Regions from separate parts of the Mus musculus genome. Here regions 2 and 3 are each linked to region 1. A link is a contact called in public HiChIP or PLAC-seq and promoter capture Hi-C data. All regions are on one chromosome and are shown on one strand. Each heading gives the region's core, a stretch centred on a gene start, on an enhancer-like site or on the middle of the called end of the contact. The rest is flanking DNA. Distances are from core to core; before and after follow the strand shown. Region 1 holds the start of Rptoros (regulatory associated protein of MTOR, complex 1, opposite strand). Region 2 overlaps Rptor (regulatory associated protein of MTOR, complex 1). Region 3 overlaps Rptor (regulatory associated protein of MTOR, complex 1).

What was found. Promoter capture Hi-C pulls out the DNA fragments that hold promoters and counts their contacts. HiChIP or PLAC-seq counts read pairs in DNA pulled down with a chosen protein or histone mark.
Region 2: a contact with region 1 is called in a promoter capture Hi-C map of liver, with 2.2 times the contacts expected there. The contact joins the enhancer-like site here to the promoter of Rptoros in region 1. A contact is called at or near these places in 20 of 39 promoter capture datasets (the 3T3-L1 cell line, 3T3-L1-derived adipocytes, the C10 cell line and 12 more), 1 of 15 datasets of contacts at CTCF or cohesin (the NIH/3T3 cell line), 6 of 484 Hi-C or Micro-C datasets (bone marrow-derived macrophages, embryonic stem cells and myeloid progenitors), 9 of 115 datasets of contacts at active chromatin or transcription factors (embryonic stem cells, memory CD8 T cells, microglia and 1 more) and 4 of 9 other capture datasets (adipose tissue, embryonic stem cells, liver and 1 more).
Region 3: a contact with region 1 is called in an HNF4G HiChIP or PLAC-seq map of pancreatic cancer cells. The contact joins the enhancer-like site here to the promoter of Rptoros in region 1. A contact is called at or near these places in 2 of 39 promoter capture datasets (HPC-7-derived erythroid cells and hematopoietic stem and progenitor cells), 2 of 115 datasets of contacts at active chromatin or transcription factors (effector CD8 T cells and pancreatic cancer cells) and 1 of 9 other capture datasets (liver).

Annotation. Positions count from the first base shown.
Region 1 is chr11:119,832,610-119,835,818 of GRCm38.p6, forward strand. Rptoros (regulatory associated protein of MTOR, complex 1, opposite strand) reads right to left here and starts at 1,756. Exons shown (of 3, transcript NR_045313.1): 1 at 1,681-1,756. All of the region lies in intron 13 of Rptor (regulatory associated protein of MTOR, complex 1), which reads left to right.
Region 2 is chr11:119,629,645-119,632,853 of GRCm38.p6, forward strand. All of the region lies in intron 1 of Rptor (regulatory associated protein of MTOR, complex 1), which reads left to right. Among named protein-coding and RNA genes, the nearest start is that of Rptor, 28 kb to the left of the region's middle. Within about 2 kb of position 1,702, at least 17 of the 459 cell types and tissues checked have an H3K27ac peak or open chromatin away from gene starts, as enhancers often do. A contact at or near this core is called in liver and oligodendrocyte precursor cells, where this site is marked.
Region 3 is chr11:119,694,852-119,698,060 of GRCm38.p6, forward strand. The region is part of intron 3 of Rptor (regulatory associated protein of MTOR, complex 1); the gene reads left to right. Among named protein-coding and RNA genes, the nearest start is that of Rptor, 94 kb to the left of the region's middle. Within about 2 kb of position 1,725, at least 28 of the 459 cell types and tissues checked have an H3K27ac peak or open chromatin away from gene starts, as enhancers often do. A contact at or near this core is called in pancreatic cancer cells, where this site is marked.

The DNA of each region.
Region 1 (3,209 bases), core at 506-3,005:
AAATATGTCAGCTTTTCCATACATGCTAATCAGCAGCTTAAAAACAAACAAAAACAGTGCCACTTGAAAAATGCCAGTAATGGAGCTGTGTACTGTGTGACTCTGTGTGTTTAAAACTGCAGAAGGTGTGAGCTTGTCTGTAGTCAGGGCAGGCAGATCAACTATTGGGGCAGGCAAGGAAGGGGCAGGATTTACAAAGGACACGAACATGCAGGAGCTAGATTCACCCTCGATGGTGGTAGCCTCACAACACGCATGTGCCTGGGTTTTGGGGTCTGAGCTGTAAGTCTGTGCCATGTCTTGGCATCTTATAGACAATGGTGTGGATATTGACAGTGACCTGTTCTGTTTCCACCTTGATTTTCAATCAGAAAGTGGGCTTGCTATTCTTCATTAAGACTGATGCTGCGAGGTGACCTAACACTGCCCTGGAACTGAACCTAGACCAAAGCCAGAGGCTGTGACATGTAGTTGAATCTGAGCATAGTACTGTCCCTGAGAATTCCCAGAGAATGGATTTGTGGTTATGGAAGAAAATGTCCTTTTTGTTAACAATATTTCGGGGCAGGGTGCACATGTATACAGAGGCCAGAAGCCAATGTTAGATCAAGGTAAGAGTAGGTTAGTATTCTGTGCTATTATATAATATGTGGTCTTTATCCCTTTGCCCCACTAAGGGCTTGTTCACTCCCCCATCTTGTGGGTTCTTTCTAGTTTCCTGACACTCCAAATTAAACACACAACCCCAGAAACTTGAAGCTAAGATCCAAGTGTGAGAAAGGACATGCTTGCTTGGTTTTAATAAGTTTCCCAAGTTGTTGTTATCATCTGTCTCTCTGCTAATTAACAAGAATAAGGGAGGGAGGCAGTTAATTAAGGACTGGTGTAAGCTGGGTTCCAGCTAATTGAGGGTTTTTTTCATAGACAGAATTAATGTGCAATTCAGGCAGACCTTCCAAATTACAGTTAATAAAGTTTTATTTATAGCACCACTGGGGAACATCAAGGGCACAATGTCAAGGAATGTGGGAAAACACTCTGAATTGGTATTGATGGGATAATCCAAAGTCAGGCATACAAACAGGCATACCACAGGAAGAGCTTCCATGGACAAAGACAACAGGGAAGGAGGTGGGATTTTTTTCTTCGGCCCCTACAACCTGTGTATCCTTTGCAGCTTCCCAGTGTCTGGTTCCTCCGCAAACAGATTCTTCTCTGAATAAATTTGATCAGGTACTCAGCCTAACCTCTCTTGCTCCGCATTTTGCCTCTTCACGTACACAAAGCTCAGTTGGAAGAGAGTTCAATGTCGGCCTCTTCTCTATGGGTCAGGCATTGTTGAGCATCCTCCCTGTTCTGCTGGCCCACCGTGGGGCTGCTCTAGGAGGAATGCAGACTGCCTCTATCTAGATACCCGTGCTTCCTGCCTGCTAAGCTTTGCTTTGGGGGATAGCTCTAGGTTTACAGAAATCTGAGGTGACAGTGGAGCCCGCCCCAGTTTCCTGTGTCTGAGGCACCTCAGTGGACACAGTGAGACCTGTGTTCCTGTGCCGGTTGGTGCCTTACCTTAACCAGCTGCACCATTCTGGTGCACCACAGGGTTTCTCTGTCCACTCTCCCTGGGAGGGGCTTCAGCTCCTCCAAATCAACCCTCCCCCTTTCTCCCTCAACCCTCTGTACCTCTGATGTCCATGGCAGCATGAGGAGGCCCCTTGGCTCTGCACACCTGCACTTGGGTTGCGGTAGTGAGAGGCTTGGGGTGGAAGACAGATGAGCCCCCTTCTCACACGTGCTTTGCCGTTTGTGTTAGCGTGCTTCTTCCTTCAAAGTCATGACTCCCAGCCCCAGCGATTACTGCAAACACTGCTTTGTTCCTTCACCTGTTCTGTTCCGGACCCAGATGTGGGTATGGGGGTTGTTTGTTTTCTTTGTGTACTTAGACTTTGTATCCGTTGCTTTGTTTTCATTATGTACTTAGACGTTGTATTCGTTACTCTTCTGTTGCCGTGGTTACATACTGGGACCAGCAGTGACAAAGTTTATTTTGGCTCACAGTTCCAGAGTAAGACAACAGAGGAGTGGGAGGCAGAGGAGGCAAAGGAGGCAGAGCAGAGGCTCAGATCACAGCTGCCATAAACACAGATCACTGACAGCAAACCAGAAATGGGCAAGGCTATAATATCAAAACCCACCCCAACAACATACTTCTCCCGCTTCAAGGCTCTACTTTCTGAAGCTTTATGACCTCCCCTAAGAGCACCATGAGCCAGGGACCACGTGTTCAAATGCATGAACCTCTGAAGGACATTTTCCATTCAAACTATCAGGCTGTTCTAAGTCTCTGTGTTTGGGATGAATTTAGTTTTATACTTCTAAGTTTTTCTAGTCTCCCTTCTCTGTGAGGAAGCCATGTTCCTAGAAACAGTCTTTCAGATGGGGGGGGGGGGGTCTCCTAGCTCTGACTGGGCAGAGTCTTCCTCCCGGTCACTGAGAGCCACATCTGATGAGCAGGAGTCAGGAACATGCTCACAGGAAAAACTTATAAATGTTTTCTCTTCCTCTCTCCCTGCCACCTCATTCATATAATTTGATGCTTTGAGGGTCTCTTATGACTCAAGTATAGGTTATAGTCTGCAGAAAACCAGTGAAGGGAAGGGACATGTTAGGGATATGTGTTTGCAGAAACCTTTGTTTTGTGTAAGCCAGTCAGCAAAGCTATGTACTGTGTAAATGGGTTCTGGGTACTGTCTCACTGTCTGGTAAGATAGAATACCATGTGAAGGTGTTTTCAGCAGTGGCTACAAGTGTATCTACATGGCGACATTTCTCCCCAGTGCAGATACACATCATGAGCAGCATACATCACTGTCACTATGTGGTCATGTATGCTACCTCAGAGATCATAACCACTTGTGACATGGAGGGTTTGTCCTGTGAGTGTAGCCAAGAGGGAAAGAAATACAAATGGCCAATCCCCGTCTGTCAGTCTATACAGAAAGAAGAGCTTTTCTGACCGGCCTGACTGTAAGGCAGAGCCTGGGAGACTCGGGTGCTCCTCTCCATGGAAGAGGCTGAGTAGCAGCAAACAAAGCCACTGGGGTCCAGAGGTGGCATGTGGACTGGGGACAGCAAGCTGGACTGTCAAACCGGTGAAGGAAGAGAAGGACATTTTGAATGTCCTTCTCAAAAGGATGCAGTCGTCACCTCTG
Region 2 (3,209 bases), core at 452-2,951, 200 kb before region 1:
GTTGTCTTCCTAGTGCCCCAGATCCCGCCTCTGCCACTACTACCTGACACATAAAAATGAGGTCATGTGGTGTGTATGGTTATCTTCCTGTGCCTGGCTTACTGCATTGAACAACATACAACTGGATTCCTTCTTTGTGGCTCAGTAGTATCTGATATATGTACACACCACATTTCTGTTTCTCCTCTGTTTGCCTGCTAATGGACACTCAGGTCACTTCCATGTCACGGCTGTTGTAACAAATGCTGAGTGAGCATGGGAATTCAGGTGTCAGACTCTGTCACAGATGGCTGGGTGGTAGCAGAGGCTCTCCATCTTCCTTGTGGCTCTCTGACAGTTCTCTGGCCATTCGATAAAGTCATCCAGAATTTACCCCTTCTTGCTAGTCTAGTAGGAACTCTGACCTGCTCTGGAGCACAGCCTTTTGACAGGGGTGCAGTGTGGATGTCTCTCACTGTGGACATGAGTTTTCCATCTTCTCAGGATCTCTTTGGATTAACAGAAGCAAGCTCTGCTGCTGTGGCTCTCTTTAGAGTTAGTTTTTCCTGGGGCTTAAACATTTGCTAAAGATCTCTTCTCAATTTTGAGGTTAGGATTTTATCCTATGTCCCCGTCCCCACCCTTTTTTTTTTTAAATTAGATATCTTCTTCATTTACATTTCAAATGCTTTCCCGAAAGTCCCCTTAACATTGCCCCCTCCCCCCAACCCACACACTCCTGCCTCCTGGCTCTGGCATTCCCCTGTATATCCGATGTCTTTTAATTCTTAATGCTTGATAGTGTTTTTGGTTTTGGTTTTGATTCTTTTCTTTTCTTTTTTATTGGACAGGATCCCACTCTGCAGCCCTGGCTAGCTTGGACTGACTGTAGATCAGGTTGGCCTGGAGCCCACAGAGACCCTCTTGTGTCTGTTTTTTAATGCTAGGGAGCGTTATAGTTTTGCTGCTTACATTTAGCTTCCTGATCAGGATGAGTGTTGGTAGGCCCAGGTAATTCTTGTTACATGCGACAGTCTTGTCACCGTCAGAAGTGTCCACCCGGCTTTTATAATGAATTACAGAGCCAGACTGTTCCTTAGTAGACATTGGCTTTAGATGTGGGTGAGGCAAGGGCCCAGTCTCGTTTTGTCTCTGAGAAGACCCATGTGTCAGGCTCCTTTGCTTCAGTCTGCAGGACTCCCTGTCACCGGCCTGGTTTGGCCCCATCTCAGGTTGTTCTGGGAGCCTCAGTTGTGCTCTCTGTGGCTTCCTGAAATTGGAAAGAAGTCCAGATAGGTTGTTCTTCATCGTGTGTGCCCTTTTGCATTTTATTTCCACACAGATCTTAAGCCAGTGGATAAATCACAGATGGAGTTGTCCACCTCTTCACATTTTCAAGCTTTTAAATTTCCACGTAGAGGCCCTTCATATCTTTTATTGGATAATTCCTAGAAATTTTACCTCTTTTGTTTGTTTTGTTGCTTAGGAATCAATACAGCTTCTCTTTACATGCTGTGTCTGGAAGCCTTTGACTCTGACTGAGTGTTTGTCTACATATCTGTTTGGATTTCTGTAAACAGAGTCGTGTTGTTCTGAGGGTAATGGCAGTTCCCTCCCTTCCTTCTACTAATCTTGAAGCTCACTGGGAATCCTGTGGTAGGATGAGGCCTCTTCTTTAACTTGCAAAGTGAGCACTGTTTACTCTCTCTTTCTCTGCCATAGGGTCTCTTACTCTATAGCTCAGGTTGGCCTTGAGCTCTTGGCAATCCTCCTGCCCCAACCTGCTGAGTGCTGGGATGACAGGCCTGACACTTGCCAACAGGCTGTGCTCCAGAGCAGGTCAGAGTTCCTAGACTAGCAAGAAGGGGTGAGTTCTGGATGACTTTATCAAACAGCACTATGGAATGGCCAGAGAGCTAGTAAGAGTTGTTTTCATAGTAACAAGAGCTGTTTGGATTTGAGTCGTCTAACTGTGTGCGTGCCATTTGCCTTGTTGATGTGGTGCAGTGCATGCACAGCTAGTGCTGTGTGTGCATTGGTGTGTCTGCAGGCGGCAGGGCACCTGTTCTTAGTGACTGGGCCTGGCCTGGATTAGCTTGGTCCTTGGCTAAAGGTTTTGTTGCAGTACTAAAGCTTAGTCTCCTCCCCTCCACCATCTTTTTTGCTTAGCAGCTCAGGTGAGCCCCTTGGCAGTTTGCTATGTTTTAATACCAAAGCTGTGCTACTTTAGAGATAGGACCTTGGGGAATCTTTTTTTTGTTTCTTCTGTCTTTAGACTTAGAGCAGTATTTGTGGAACTTGTCATCTGGGTCTTTAGTTTCTTCCGTGGAATAACTTTTTTTATACCTATGATTTGCTTTTAAATGGTTATTGGGAGGCTTCATGTCTGCTATGGCCTCATGAGTCAGTTTTGGTTATGTTTCTCAAGAAATTTGTTCTTTTTAAGTATTTGCTAAAAAATTTAGTGGCTATAATTGTTTAACATACTTTAGAAAAATCTGTATTCTTTTGAAGCTTTAATTTGCTTATTTATTTTGGTGTAGTTGAGACAGGCTTTCATGTATCCCAAACCTACTTGAAGCTTAATGATCAGTTTGCTGAGAGGAAAGGCTGTGGGATCATGAGTGTGGAGGGATCATCAGAGAAGAGACTGCACTAGCCAGGGAACGACAGGGAATGACAGGGAATGACAGAGAATGCCAGGGAATGATGGAATGACGGAATGACCGGGTGACAGGGAATGACAGGGGCTGTTTGGACCTTTTCTTATGTCTGCTTTTACTCTGCCAGGTTCTAGCCTTTGCCTCCTCTCTTTGGTTGGCTTTCCTCAGCCTCCACTTTCTGCCCTCCTGTGTTGCATCTGTAGGTGTTCTCTTGCTCTCAGGGCAGACTTGCAGTACAGACGGACCGGGGTTTGCTCATCTCCTTTCCATGCAGAGGCTTTGATGCCAAGAAGGCTGGCCCAGCTGCAGCTGAGAGTGTGAACACTGAAGCTGCAGGCCAGCTGGAACCCAGTTTCATGTTCTGTCAGGGGACAGGGTAGTGGTGCCACAGCTGGGACACCAAGGATGCCCTAGTGACCCAAGGAAAGTGCTAAAAAACTTGCCCACCATTGTGGACTTGGTAGTTCCTAGAGCCTGCCACTGTGGGTTTGGTGGCTCCCAGTGTCTGAAGCTCCTTTTGCTCTGTAGTTGGTGACAATGATGAATATTTAACAGTGTAGTGACAGC
Region 3 (3,209 bases), core at 475-2,974, 140 kb before region 1:
GTTGGATATATTGTTGAATTATCTGGTGCATGTCATTGTTCTTTATTGTATGTCACATCCCAGGGGATTTAGTGACTGAGCAAAGACCAGATTTTTCTGTGAGTGTATGTGTCAACCTGAAGACTTGTAAGATCCAGTGTCACACATATAAAGTGAGGTGACAGTGGCCATCACTATGCACAGGAAATACTGCTCACAACCTAGCAAGAGAGGTAAGTGGTCTCCTCAGAGCTACAACATTTGGGTTTTAACTTAGTTCCCCTTAGTACAACAAAAAGGGAGGCTACTCAGAAACGAAAGGCTAAGCAGTATGCTTGACCTTGCTGTGCCCAGAGGGCTGGTTGTTTATATAGTACCTCTATATAGTGCTCTGTTGCATGCAGTGGCCTGACCTGCTAGAGTTGAGCCCCACAGGGGCTAGGTTGGTACTTTCTTTGTTGTGCCTGCTATGCTTTGTAAAGGACCAGTTAAATGGCAGTCAGTAAAATGAGGTTCACAGTCATCAGCAACGAGTAGCTGGTTTTGCTTTTGATTTAGAATCAATAGTTCTTTAGGAGAAGAGCATCATTAAGAGTTTTCTCAAAGCAAGTAATAAGCAGAGTGCCTATGCCATGGAGACAACAGTTGGTTTGGCCTGGGGTTCCGAGGGTCTCACCTGCTAAGCTCACTCAGTGTATACCCTTATCTAGTGGTTTCTTTATCCTGTACGTGACCAGTTGCAATCCCAGACAGGAGAGAGTGGACAGTGAGCACATGGGTGAGCTCTGCTCAGACAGCGCTTCTGCTAAAAGCAGACTGTGGAACAGCTGCTGTGCCATGCAGGTGAGGGCAGTGGCATGTAGCTGAGAAACCAGCTCTTAATAAAGATCAATACTGGGGCTGGAGACACGGCCCAGCGGTTAGAGCATCCTCTACTCTTCCAAAGCTCCTGAGTTCAATTCCCAGCAACCACATGGTGGCTCACAGTCATCCTTAGTGTGACCCGATACCCTCTTCTGGTGTGTTTGAAGATAGCTACAGTATACTCATATAAATAAAATAAATCTTAAAAAAAAAATCAATACTGCATAGGCTTGCTATACCTTTGTGAGGTTCAATTTTATTTCATTCACTTTATTGGGTATTGAGTTGACTATTAGATATTAAGAAAAAATGTAGGGATAGTCTTTCCTGTTATATGAACTTTAGGGGTTACTAAGCTGACACAACTGATGGCTGTTCATTAAATATCAGTGACTGAGTCCCATCCTACATCACATCTGATGAACCTAGCAGATATTTAGGTGTATGAAGTAGGAGACCTGACTGGCCCAGACATGCTCAGACCTCACCCTTGGAGCCTGGGCGTGTCACCTGTGGCAAAAGGTGGACTGAGCTGTGGTTCTTGAGAAGTGCATACTAGGCTCAGTCCCGTGGATTCTCATGCTTTGTACACTGACTTGGTACAGGCTGAGTTCTGACTGCATCCTGTGCCTCTGTGGGTCCACACTTGGCCTGGCTTCAGCCTGCATTTAGGATTATCTTCTGGCAGGACTAGAGTATTGGCTATAGTTTCCAACCTTGGATGCTAATTAGCAGGGTGTGAGGCATCATTGGGAGGGTGTGCTAGGAAAGGGATTGGAGAGAGGGTCTTACTCTGTGGCCTATGCAGACCAAAGCTCTTGGGAATTTCTGTCTCAGTCTGCAGAGTACTAGGATTCAGGTGTGATCCATGCAGAGTACTAGGATTCCGGTGTGATTCATGCCTGGCATGAGTCATTTGTTTGCTTTTGCATTCCAGCTTGTGCCTCCCCACCTTATTTTAATTACTTTTTTTTTTGTAGAATTGGGATGGTACCCCGGGCCCTGGGCTTGCTGGATACACATGATACCATTGGACTGTATCCCCAATCAAATTGTATATTTTGAATTTATAAAACATTAATAGAGATTTATGCATCAAAAGTGTTCAAAAAGTTATGCACAGAATTGTGTTATTCCATCCCTATCCACATCTGCCCCGTGTCTAATTGCTGTAGCTATAGCTATCTTTCTTATGCTTCTTTAGTCGTTTTTCTTTGGATCATTTTTACACAGACATCATACTGCACATACTCCTGGGAGCCACTCACACCACTTCTGGGGACCTTAGTACTCATTTAGCACTGGACACTCCACCAGTATCAGCCACTGTTGCTCACAGGCCCTCAGCATGCTGGGAACATTCCACACTCTGGTCCGTTGTTAAGGCTGTGTCTCTGAGGTGAACCATAGTATCACTGGGCCACCAAGGTACACTGCAGGTGTTTTTGTTGTTGTTGTTTGGTTATAGTTAAGTTTTTTCCAAGATAGCATCCCCTGTCATTTTGTATTCTCATAGTAGCACATAGAGAGCCTCCTTGCAGAACCCAGAGTTTCCGAGTACTACAGGCCAGTACATGTGTCTGTTTTTTAATCTTAATTCTCATTTTTAGTATAAAATGAGGTTGACTGTTTCTTTATAGCTAAGGGCTACTGCCATAGTTTTACTGTGAGTTGTTATTTCATGTTTGCACCCCTCACCCCATTTGTCTTGATAATTCCATTTCCATTCTTTGAGTTCCTGTTGATAGCTCAGATCTCCTGATCTTCCTGTGTTCCTGGCTGCCTCTGGTTATGGACACTTTTCTAGGAGTAAGAGAGCAACCACCCGAGTTACCCTGAGAACAGAGTTGGGGATCCAAGGGGTGGGAGTGGGGCTTGCATTTTCTCTCAGGATAATGGAGTCTGCCTTGTGAGGTTCTCTGGGACAGATACAGGCCAAACGTCCCTTAAGAGTGACTAAAGCCTTTACACTTCTCATGACATCGGCTCAGGCAAGTGCTCTATATGTCTGAGACCACATAACTCAGTGAGTTGAAGCAGTGCCACCCTTAATCCCAGCAGTGCCTCAGTGTGGCAGGGGCAGGTGGTCCTAAGAGTCCAGGCCAGTCAACAAAAGACAATGAAACAAAACCACCACAAAATTCCCCAAAACAGCAACAACAACAACAACAACAACAACAAAAATGTAGCTAACAGAGATGAGATTTAGCTCAGTTGTATTCTGAGTGTCTTCTGCCTAGATGTGAGGTCAGTCCTTGCTACTTAAGAAGAGCACATTCTTAGAGCGACCCCTGGAGCTGGCCTCTGAGGGTCACACTGTGCCTCTGAGTTTGAAGGTTAGGGCTGGTGTAAGCGTGTGCTATGCC